2 separate regions of the Gossypium arboreum genome follow, and region 2 is linked to region 1. A link is a contact called in public Hi-C data. All regions are on one chromosome and are shown on one strand. Each heading gives the region's core, a stretch centred on a gene start, on an enhancer-like site or on the middle of the called end of the contact. The rest is flanking DNA. Distances are from core to core; before and after follow the strand shown. Region 1 holds the start of LOC108477691 (precursor of CEP5-like). Region 2 holds the start of LOC108479057.

Region 1 (5,302 bases), core at 1,873-4,372:
TATTTTATTGAGTAAATAAATTTTGTAATTAAAGTGGAAGACACAAAATATTAAAGTTGTGTTTAATAAATCATTAAAAATTTTATTCCTTTAATATTTTAAATTTGTCTTATAATTATTTTAATTTTTATTTAATACAAAATTAAAAAAAAGGGTGTTGAATAAGATAAATAATAGGTTGGTTATGTTTGATAAACCAAAATATTAAGTACAAAAATTAAATATTGAAAAATTAAGTGTTGAATTTAAGTTATAAAATATGTTTGATATTTTATTTAAAATTAAATACGGAATATAATTAGATTGTTTGATAAGATATAATATTATCTTAAATAAAATAAAAACCATTAAACTTATCCTCTATTAAGTGATAAGTAGGTCTCTATCTACTTATCATTTTCTACACCTTTTGTACAAAAATTCTATCTAATAGTTTTCACCGTGGGTTATCAAACATGTTTAATAAATTAAGTTGATGAAAATATTAATTTTAAGTTGATTGAATTTTTTCAACACTTTATCAAACAGGGTCTAATGTAGAAAATGTTAAGTAGATTTTATTTTATTAAAAATTAAAATAAATTATATTTTTTAAAAAATAAATATTCAAATTACCATATTTATCTTTCATCTAAAACTATCTAAAATAATATAAAATATTATATTAATAAGATAAAAATTAAAAAATAGTTGTTTAAAAATTAATATTTATTTTTATCAAATAACTTAATTATATTAAATACTTATATTTAATAATAATTTACCAAATATTTTTAATATAAATTCTTCACTTATAAAATTTTAGGTCTGCTAACGTGGCCACTGTTATAGGCATATTGGAAGGTAGATGAATATAAATCCATCATATTCAAATTTTATGATAATATGATTAAATTCTAAATTAAAAATATTATATATATTTTAAAATTCTCTTCAAAACAAAAATAAAAGAAAAGAAGATAAAATAATTGGAATGATAAACTTGAATTGATAATTTATTTATTTAAGACCTCAAAATTATTATTTTGGAATTTTAAAAAGTAAAATTTAGAATTATTGTATAATTTTTAATATTTTTAATTATATATTATTTATAAAAATTGGAAAGAATTATTTTATAAATATTTTGAATTTTTGTAATTTTTAGAGGACCAATTTGCATCTTTTAAAACTATTAGGGACCCACTGAATATTTACATCAATTTATTATTTGAGTTGTAAAATTCAATTTGACTCAAATTCAAAAAATCAAATAACTTGTTAGAGTTGATTTGAAAAAAAAATGAATAACCTAATTCGATTAGTTCGAAATTCAAAAAAAAATTAATTTTTTTTAATTGAATCGAAATTTATTCACGCCTAATTACACTATTCAATTCTTGGGAGGGGTGTGAGAATGAAGAGAAGCGCATGGTTAATTAATCATAGTGACTTTAAAACTTTATTTTTATCCTTTTTTTTAAGTTCAAATTAAAATATAATTGCACTCTCCTAGTCAAATACATCTTAAGAATAAGAATTGTTTGTAATAAAAAAATGTAATTAATTGCTATCCTCATAATTACACTCCCATACAATAAATTTATAGTGTTCATATATACCCTTAATTCACATAATCTTACTATTAAAAAATATAAATAACGTATATTATGTAATTTATAGGAAAATTATCCCATTGTCGGTGAAAATTTTTAGACTTCACAAGTGTATCAAATAATTACTTTATATTATTAAAATAATATTTAGGAAAATATTTGATGCATTGTTAGTAAAGTTTTAAACTCCACAAACAGATTAGGAGTTAACAAGTATCCTATATAGATATAATAAATTATTAAAATATAAATCTACCTAAAAAAATCCACATATTAATTTTTAAGATTATTTATGAAATAAAAATTAAGATTATTTATGAAATAAAAAATAGACTATGTACTAAATTTTCACCCATAATATTTATATATTTGTAGAAAATTTGATGCACCTATATTGCATATACATTTTATACTAATATGTATTATTTTATTTCGAAAACCATTGCTCTTCTTTTATAATTAACTTCTATCTCTCGAAATTTCAAGAACTTAATTTCTTTTAAAAGCATTTTACCTAAAAAAACACAAATACTACTATCTCATAATATCTTATTGCTAAATTACTTAAGAATTTTAAAAATTTCCCTCCAAAGTTATTGTAAAGAAAAAAAAGAATGCATGGAGTCATCATCCCATTCCAGCCCAATCTAAGGAATTAAAAGGCCTCTTTTAGTTCAATCTCACTGTGGGTGTAGGCTGATTATCTAAGCCTCTTTTAGGTCGGGTATACAGAAAATATAAAGCCTTGTTTAGTCTTTCCTTCGGAAATTCCTTGCAAATAACAAATAGTAAGCATTAAATTGTTAGGTCAACAGTAAGAAGTTGCAGAAAGCAAAATCAGCTTCAATTGCAAATGCTTTTCATAGCTTCTAAAACCTACGAGTCACTTCACTTTTAGAAGCTACAAAGAAACGAGAGAGAGAATGGGGGGTTTATAACAGCTGGGAATTTGAGTTGGAAAGCTGAATATATTGTACATGGTACACAACAAGACAATATATTAAAAGATTCTTGACAGAAATATGTTTTTATAAACTCTTAATGGTGAGCAGGTGGGGGCTAAGTTAATTAAGTACACTACTCTATGTTTTCAATAAAATAGATCACATATACAAAAGGATATATTGATAGACTGAAAGTCTTTAATTGATATTAGTAGACAACTCATAACTCTTATAAGAGAATAATATATAGTAGAAATCACATTAGGTTAAGAAGAGAAGGAGAATAAATGAATAAAGAACAGTTGCATGGCCCATGCAAAATGTTGTTGGAGTTTAAGTGACCATAACCTAAGCTCTATGGCCGCATGTGGAGAAAGATTATGTAATTTATTTACACCTTTTAATATATATATATATATATATATATATTTATCAGTCTTTTGACACCTCTTTTCTCGATCGATCTTCGTCTATAAATAGAGCTAGCACCATAGGGAACGAAGAAGTCTGTAAGCAAAGTTGCTAAGTATCTCCTTCTTCACTTGTTTTAATTCCACATTTTAAGCTTTACCTATTTTATATATGGCCCAAAACAATCTTCTCTCTATTCTTGTTCTCCTTTCGCTTGTTCTCTTCCTGGAAATTGAGGGAATTTTAGGAAGGCATTTGATTTTGGAGCAGAATCAGAAGGTGAGAACATTTAATAGAATCCTAGCAAAGGAAAGTAGGAATATTGTTGATCCCAAAATTAATGGTGTTAACAAAACCAAGTCTCCACCTTCACCACCAACTGTGGTAATTGGAGCCTCGCCGCCGAAAAACGACCAAGATTTCAGGCGCACATCTCCTGGACACAATCCTGGCATTGGCCATTCCATTCAAAACTAGGTCCAAACATCCTTACTTTGAAGACAGACAGATGGTATTATAGTGCCACACAGATTCCTATCCTAGAAAAGATTTCAGCTTAAGTGGTTCGGTTTCTATTTGTGTTGTCTTATCTTAGTTTAAATTTCAGTTTCAGGTACCTTAGGTTTGAGTGTTTGTAAAATATATTTAGTGAAGTCAGTGAGCAAATGAAATTCTTGGATTTTTACATTTTATAACTCCTTCTTTGCCTATTAATTAAAGTGGTATAAAATATATTTGAAGAGCTAATAAATAATTTAATCAAAATAATTAATTAATGATTTATTAAATTCTAAAATTGTTTTTATTTTTTAAATAAATAAACCTATCATTTTTCCATCAGTGAAACATTTTAGTCCCACTAATATCCAGGTCGTCTACTAAACTGGGGTAAAATTATCCAAACAGAAAGAATGGTGTGATTGCACCAAAAAAATCCTTTAAACTCCGTACTGGAATTGCTTGGGTATCCAAAGGAGCCCAAGCAACTGAGGTATATGCTAGGGAAAAAAAAGGCGTAATTAACAAGATTACCAACTTGGTTATAGAATTGAAGATGGCCCATCATAACTTCTTGATGGACGAATGGGGTCGTTTTGGTTAAGGATAAATATAGTCTTTCGTAACAAATGCGTAAAAATAATACTAATATCAAATGTAGTGTAAGAAGTTTATTTATTCTACTTAAGATGTCAAACTCCTTTAAGTTGAATGCCGTTTTATGAAATCTGAAGTTCAAATGGCGGATTTGAGGTTTGATTGATATTCACTAATTACTGTAATATTACAAAAATATGGACATTTCTTTCGTATATCGTCTATAAGAAAAGGAAGTTGAAAGAATGGAGAAACCCTCAGAGCATATATGTATTATATACAACGTATAATGCTTCAAATATGTGAAAAGAATTGAGTAAGCTCAAAGAGACACAAACCATGTGAGGCAGTGCAACACAAACTATAGAATTGAGATATTTGAAGTATTGGAGTAACAGGACCAGTTAAGAATAGGAATGAATCAAAAGATCACGTGTTTGTCACTCTCTCTGACTGTACAGTTGCATTTTACAGCCTAGCACAACACAGAATCAAATGGTTTTGTTCATTGCAAAAGCCAAAAAGGTAAAAAAGAAGAAAAAAAAGTCTTTAGCTGCCTTCCTTCTCTGTATGCCAATCAGTTGCAGAGGCTGAGGACTTCCTTAGATGCAGGAACCATTAAAAAAGAAAAAAGTCCTTTTGGGAGATTTTAATTATCAAATTTATTCAACTCTAAGTGGAGAGGTTGAGGGACGGCGAACTGGGGCTCGTCATTTGCTTCATTTGACTTGATCGATCAGGACAAAATTGCCAAATATTTCTTTAGTGCATTCAACGTTGGTGGAGTACCCTCTCCTTTGGTTGGTGCCCTTCACTCTTGATTAATTTTGAGCATGCTCGTCTAAAAAAAAGAAAAATAAAAACCAAACTATAAGCAATAATAGCAGGTAAGACAAACAAGCTTGAAATTAGTAAATAATATTGGGTATATATATGAAAATTATTTGATACCTTATTGTTAGTGGAGTTTTAGCTTCATGAGTAGAGTCAAAGGATTAACAATTATATTATAAGGGTATAATAAAATATTAAGAAAATAAATATTTAAAATAATTGATACATAATTTTTTAAGGTTGGTGGAATAAAAAAGTATGTGTACTAAATACTAACTATATATATATATATATATATATATGTGAGTATTGAATGTAACAATTTCTTTTTGCAAATTAAACATGAACTAATCCAATCAACAAGTGTTGTGCGTAGTGGTAAGGCCCATTGCACTCCTAAGAAGAGAATGCGAGTTCGAACCT
Region 2 (5,302 bases), core at 2,024-4,523, 470 kb before region 1:
CCCCGCTCGCTATGTTTGATGTTTCTCCTTTCCAGGTAAAAATCAGAGCAAATCTAAAGCTATTAAATTTCCAGCATCTATAATAACCAGGGTGGTCTTTTCCATTTTCTGTTTTGGAGTGGTTATCCTTCTCTACCAAATAAATTTGTTTACTCGAAAGTGAGTGGTCTAAATGGATGGTATTAGATGTAGTTGTCAATGTTATTGCTGGGTTTGATGAGTAGGTGCACTTTTATTGCTTGATTTTTTATTTATTTATTTTTTTTGGGGGGGGGGGGGTTTACTGTTGACAAATTTACCATCACCCCCATGCACTCTTTTGTATCTCCCTTTTTCCCTTTCCTGTTTTCCTTCTGATCTAAATAATGCATATCTTGAAACTTTTTCCTTCAGTCGACCCCTGACATGTCTGTCCAAGCTCGTTGGTCTCATGTTCCGGCTTCACCTATGCAGTCTTTTGCACCGTCAATGCTATTGCAGCAACAGGCAGACGGTGTACTACATTCTCAGTTTAGCCATGGGCCTCCTGTTGACCAGTCATTGAGTAGCAATAGGTTCTCAGACTCCCGAACATCAGCATCCTCTGACAGCTCTAGGAAATTTCCTGTGGCAACAGATGCAACAATAACCCAGTTGCCCGATGAACTAGGGTTGGTGGAACCATCGAGCTCCACCATCCCTGCTGCTTCTGCACAACATGATACTAAAAGCCCGTCCCTCACTAAAGTTGCTGATGCTGGCAAGAATGATGGTATTAGTAGTAGGCAGAGCACAAATACTGCTCTTAAGGCTGTTCAGTCTTCTTCCCAGCAGAAGAATATAGCTTCTCCTCAGCATTATGGTAACTCTTCCTGGTATAATCATCAGAGAGGAAATGCGGTCTCACAAAAGAATGGAGCGGGTGAATGGACCCAACGTAGAACAGGTTTCCAAGGAAGGAACCAATCCATGGGTGGAGACAAGAACTTCCCCACTTCAAAGATGAAGCAGATTTATGTGGCTAAACAGACCAATAATGGTTCGTCATCTTCGTGATGATAGGAAAATAAAGCTTCTCATTTCCTTAACCATACAGTTTTTTTTTTTTTGGTAGCATCGCTTGGATTAGTATGGGAATGGAACTTTATATCCGCTGGTATTTTTGATTGAAGTTTGCTGCAATAGTGATGGTGAATAGCAGTTTTGTCATAGGTTTTTGATTTGTCGATGTAGGAAGAAATGGGTGTTTTTGGGGGTAGAAGACGCGATGTAGTGTTTAGTTTGAAGGAGCTGGTGATGGTTGTGGGTTCACACGTTGCCGTTGCCCATCACTATCATGTACCAATTTGGTAAGACGCATAAAGTCTTGGGGTTTGATCATCATTTATTAAAAGCTCTCTATACATGACGCATCCACTTACTTTTTTTCCCCATCCAGTAATGAATTATATGGGCTTTGGGTTTCCCTAATATTTAGTTTGGACGGTAAATTTACTGTTAAATGCTTCTCATATAACCTCTAATAATACAACTTATTACCAAATTTGTAATATTCATCTAATTATGCAATTACACATTTTTACAAAAATTTTATGATGTTATCTAGGTGGAATGGTTGTTTACCTTATCTTTTAATCATATTGTTGGAGGTTCGATTTTTAATCATATTGTTGCGTGTTCGATTTTTAATCGGGTAGTTGGTTTTTTTGGGTCATGGTGACAAACAAAATAAAAACTCTTTATTACACAAGTTGTTACAATTTTTGTAATATTATGTAATTACATTGTTCAATTATACAACATTCAATTACATATTGTAACATTCGTAATATTTTGTTTAATTACACATTATTATAACCTCCACAAATTATACTAGTAATATTTTCTGAAACACTAATTACAAAAACATTACCTATTTATACATGCTATTACAACTTTTATAGTACTTTACGTAACATTAAAACTTATGAAAAAGTTCATTCTAAGGAATTTTCCTTGTAAGTTTTTGCCAATAGCCAAAAAAAGTAGTGTCAAGCCTTTTCTTTTTATCATCTGTAAATCAAAATGGGCTGTTTAGGAGTGCTCTTCATTTCTACACACGAATTGTCATGAGTTTATAAATTTGCTTTAAAAGAAAATCGTCATAAATTTGGTTTTCTTATTCATGTTTCTCACTGTAGATTGATTTTTTATGTGATTAAATTTTCCGCTTAACTTCGATTCCGAATGATTTCAACACAAAAGTTAGTAATTTTTTTTTCTTTCAAATTGTTTTTCTAGATAATCTATAGTAATAATCGACTTTATAAAACCATTAGAAGTTAAGAAATTTACATAGAATTTTATATTATGAAAGAAAGACTTCAAAAATAAATCCTAAAAGATCTAGTTTTATTTATAAAATACTGTTAATATTTAGTTTTTTTTTCATAAATTTATTTTTTTATCATTTTATTAAACTTTGTCTCAAAATATTCAAAAACTTTCAATTATAAACCAAAATATGTATAACAAAGTTAGATTTTGAACATAATTATATAATAATTATGCTATCTCGACACTCATAAATGTCTAGTTTTATATATAAAAGATATGAAATTAATATTTACAGCCGATCAATATTACAAATTGCACAACACGTGTTAAACAGTACATCGACAAAGTTAACAAAATTAAATAGTGAAGCTTTAGAATCAAGAAGACTCATATTTCACCATTACATTCATAATCCAATAAATTAGTTTCAAGTATTTGTATTTTTTTATATTTAGAATTTAATCTTTCTATTTTTATTTTAAATAATTTAGTCTTATCATTTTTAAAATTTAAAATGTAAATTCAATTGTTAGTATCTTTAATTTTTTAATTAAATTCATCTTCGTTACAAACATTAATTTCTTTTTGAATATTTATAGGTCAAAATTAAAGGCTTTGAAATGATAGCTCCAATGCAAGTAGCCCTCCCAAGAGGAAGAACCCCTTTTTAATCTTATATATATGATACTCAATGTGTTTGTACAGCTCATGGCCCTTGAATTTACAGTGATTCAGTTGAACCAGTAATGGTTTTGCTATTATAAATCTTTCAACGAAAATGTGCATCATCTTGTATATTCTTCTTATGATGAAATTATTGGCTAACTTTATATCGATGGGAGGGTGGCATGAGTATGAAGAATAAAGTTGAATGAATTTGAAACAAACAAAAGATCTTAAGATTTAAAAGATTCTGATAACAATAGCGACAAAAATAAAGGTAGCATAGCCACCCATGGCTATTAGATTATTCTGTTTGCCACTAAAATCAATCTTTTCAAGCATCTCATGGTAGATTGGCACCATAAAAAGCACATACAGTTCTTTCATTAGAATTATCAGAGGCATGGCGATCATGCGGTGTATCGATGTCCAACCAAGCAACGAAATGACGGTGGATGAATTCAAAGCATGGCTACGGCGTTTCGATGCGGATCACGACGGGCGGATCAACCAGGAAGAGCTGAAAGAGGCACTGCATAGCCTGAGAGTTAAGTTTGGATGGTGGAAAGCACGTCAAGGGATGAAAGAAGCGGATTGCAACCATGATGGCCAAATTGAGAACGCCAAGGAGATTGAGAAGCTGGTGAATTATGCTCAGAAACGCTTGCATATGAAAATTTATCAAAGCGATTGGTGATTTGATTTTGCAAACCACTAAATGCAAGTGTAACTATTTAACAAATATGTGTCTATGTATTATTAATAATGACTCTTAAGATTGTGTACGCTTGCTTTGTGGATTTTCCTACTTATTTCAATCCAGGTTCTGTAATAATTTGTTTATCTTTTATTTCTCCAATATCATTTGATACAATCATATAATTTGCTTGCCTTCTAGCTCTACAAGTTGATATTCTTGTTCCTTCGTCTGAAACACAAACTCATAAACCGACATTATTTTCCTCTATGAGACCACGACTGCACAGGAAAAGGACAGAGTGAGACGACAATGTTGTTTCCAAAATTGTTTTTCTGTTGATTTTATTCTATGGGGAACCTAAAGCTAGATTAAGAGACATCTCATGGAACACTCTCACTAGCTTGGATAATCAATCTGTTTGTGGAGATTTCAATGAAACCGGCCATGATGGCGATAAAAGCGGAGGTGCCCCATGAAACATCCACCAAATGAACAAAAAAAAAAATTCCAACATGATATCTAATCTGAACAACTTGGGGTTTGAAAGAATGTGGTTCACTTGGTCAAATAATAGAGATGGAAATGATCCTATAAGAGAACAAATTAACCGTATGATGGCAACCACGGATTTGTGTAACAAATACCCACATTTTAAGGCAGAAGATATAGCTTGGACCGAACCAGATCATTGCCCTCTAGTCTTTAACACAGGAGATCCACTCTAGTAGTAGATGGAAAAAGAAGTAATTCCTTTTTAAAACTTCATGGACCAAAAATGATGAATGCAAACGAGTATTATGGAGGACCTTGTAAGACTCAATTAACCTGAACTTTTGAAGTAGGCTGAAAAGAGTGGGGAATGATCTAAGTAGATAGCATTCAATCAACATTGGGGAGATCTGTAGCAAGATAGGCTTATTTAGAACCAACTCCGAGACTTGAGAATGTCCCAACCGAATGCCTCCATACTAGCCGAAGAAAAATCTCTTGAAAGCCAACTTCATAATGCACTTGAAGAAGAATGGTATTGGTTACAAAGGTCGAGGGTTTGGTGGCTTAGAGAAGGGGATAGAAACACAACTTTCTTTCATGCTCAAGCCTCTGATATGAAAAAAAAAAGAAGAAAGAAATTCTATTAATAAAATACTTAACAATGATGGGGTATGAGAAGAGGGTGACATGGCCATTAGGTGGCCATCAACTACTTCACTGAGTCGTCCGGTACACGACATAGAATGATTGAAATACTTGATGTAGTTGAACCATGCATTATTGATACATGCATGGATATGGTGAAATTTATTAAAGACGATTTAACTAAGCTGCCAATTTTAAAGCTCAAAAGATTAGTCAACTTGTGACGAATTTTTGGATGGGATCCAGAAAGTTATGGACTGATATGTCTGCATAGCGTTTGAAGAACTATCTCTTATCTTTGAAATGTGCTTTGAATTACTCGATTTCGAGTCTAAGAACTCAAGTTATGACCATTTAAATAAAGATTGCACGTGTAGAATTTTTGGATGAGATTACTACGGGAAATTACGAGTTTTGGGCTTTAATTTGAGTTTAAACCATATTCGGTTCAATTTTTAGGCTTGATTTTTATGGTATATGAGCCCAATATTGTATATATTAGGTTTT

What was found. Hi-C and Micro-C count contacts between places; a contact is called where the count stands out from the background.
Region 2: a Hi-C map of leaf shows a contact between it and region 1, with 4 times the contacts expected there. The contact joins the promoter of LOC108479057 here to the promoter of LOC108477691 in region 1. A contact is called at or near these places in 2 of 5 Hi-C or Micro-C datasets (both in leaf).

Annotation. Positions count from the first base shown.
Region 1 is chr12:22,330,349-22,335,650 of ASM2569848v2, reverse strand. It overlaps LOC108477691 (precursor of CEP5-like), which reads left to right and starts at 3,122. Exons shown (of 1, transcript XM_017780202.1): 1 at 3,122-3,427. The coding sequence starts at 3,122. The coding sequence ends at 3,427.
Region 2 is chr12:22,801,133-22,806,434 of ASM2569848v2, reverse strand. LOC108479057 reads left to right here and starts at 3,273. Exons shown (of 1, transcript XM_017781483.2): 1 at 3,273-3,840. The coding sequence starts at 3,362. The coding sequence ends at 3,655. It overlaps LOC108479181, which reads left to right. Exons shown (of 8, transcript XM_017781630.2): 7 at 1-35; 8 at 394-1,382. The coding sequence ends at 1,035.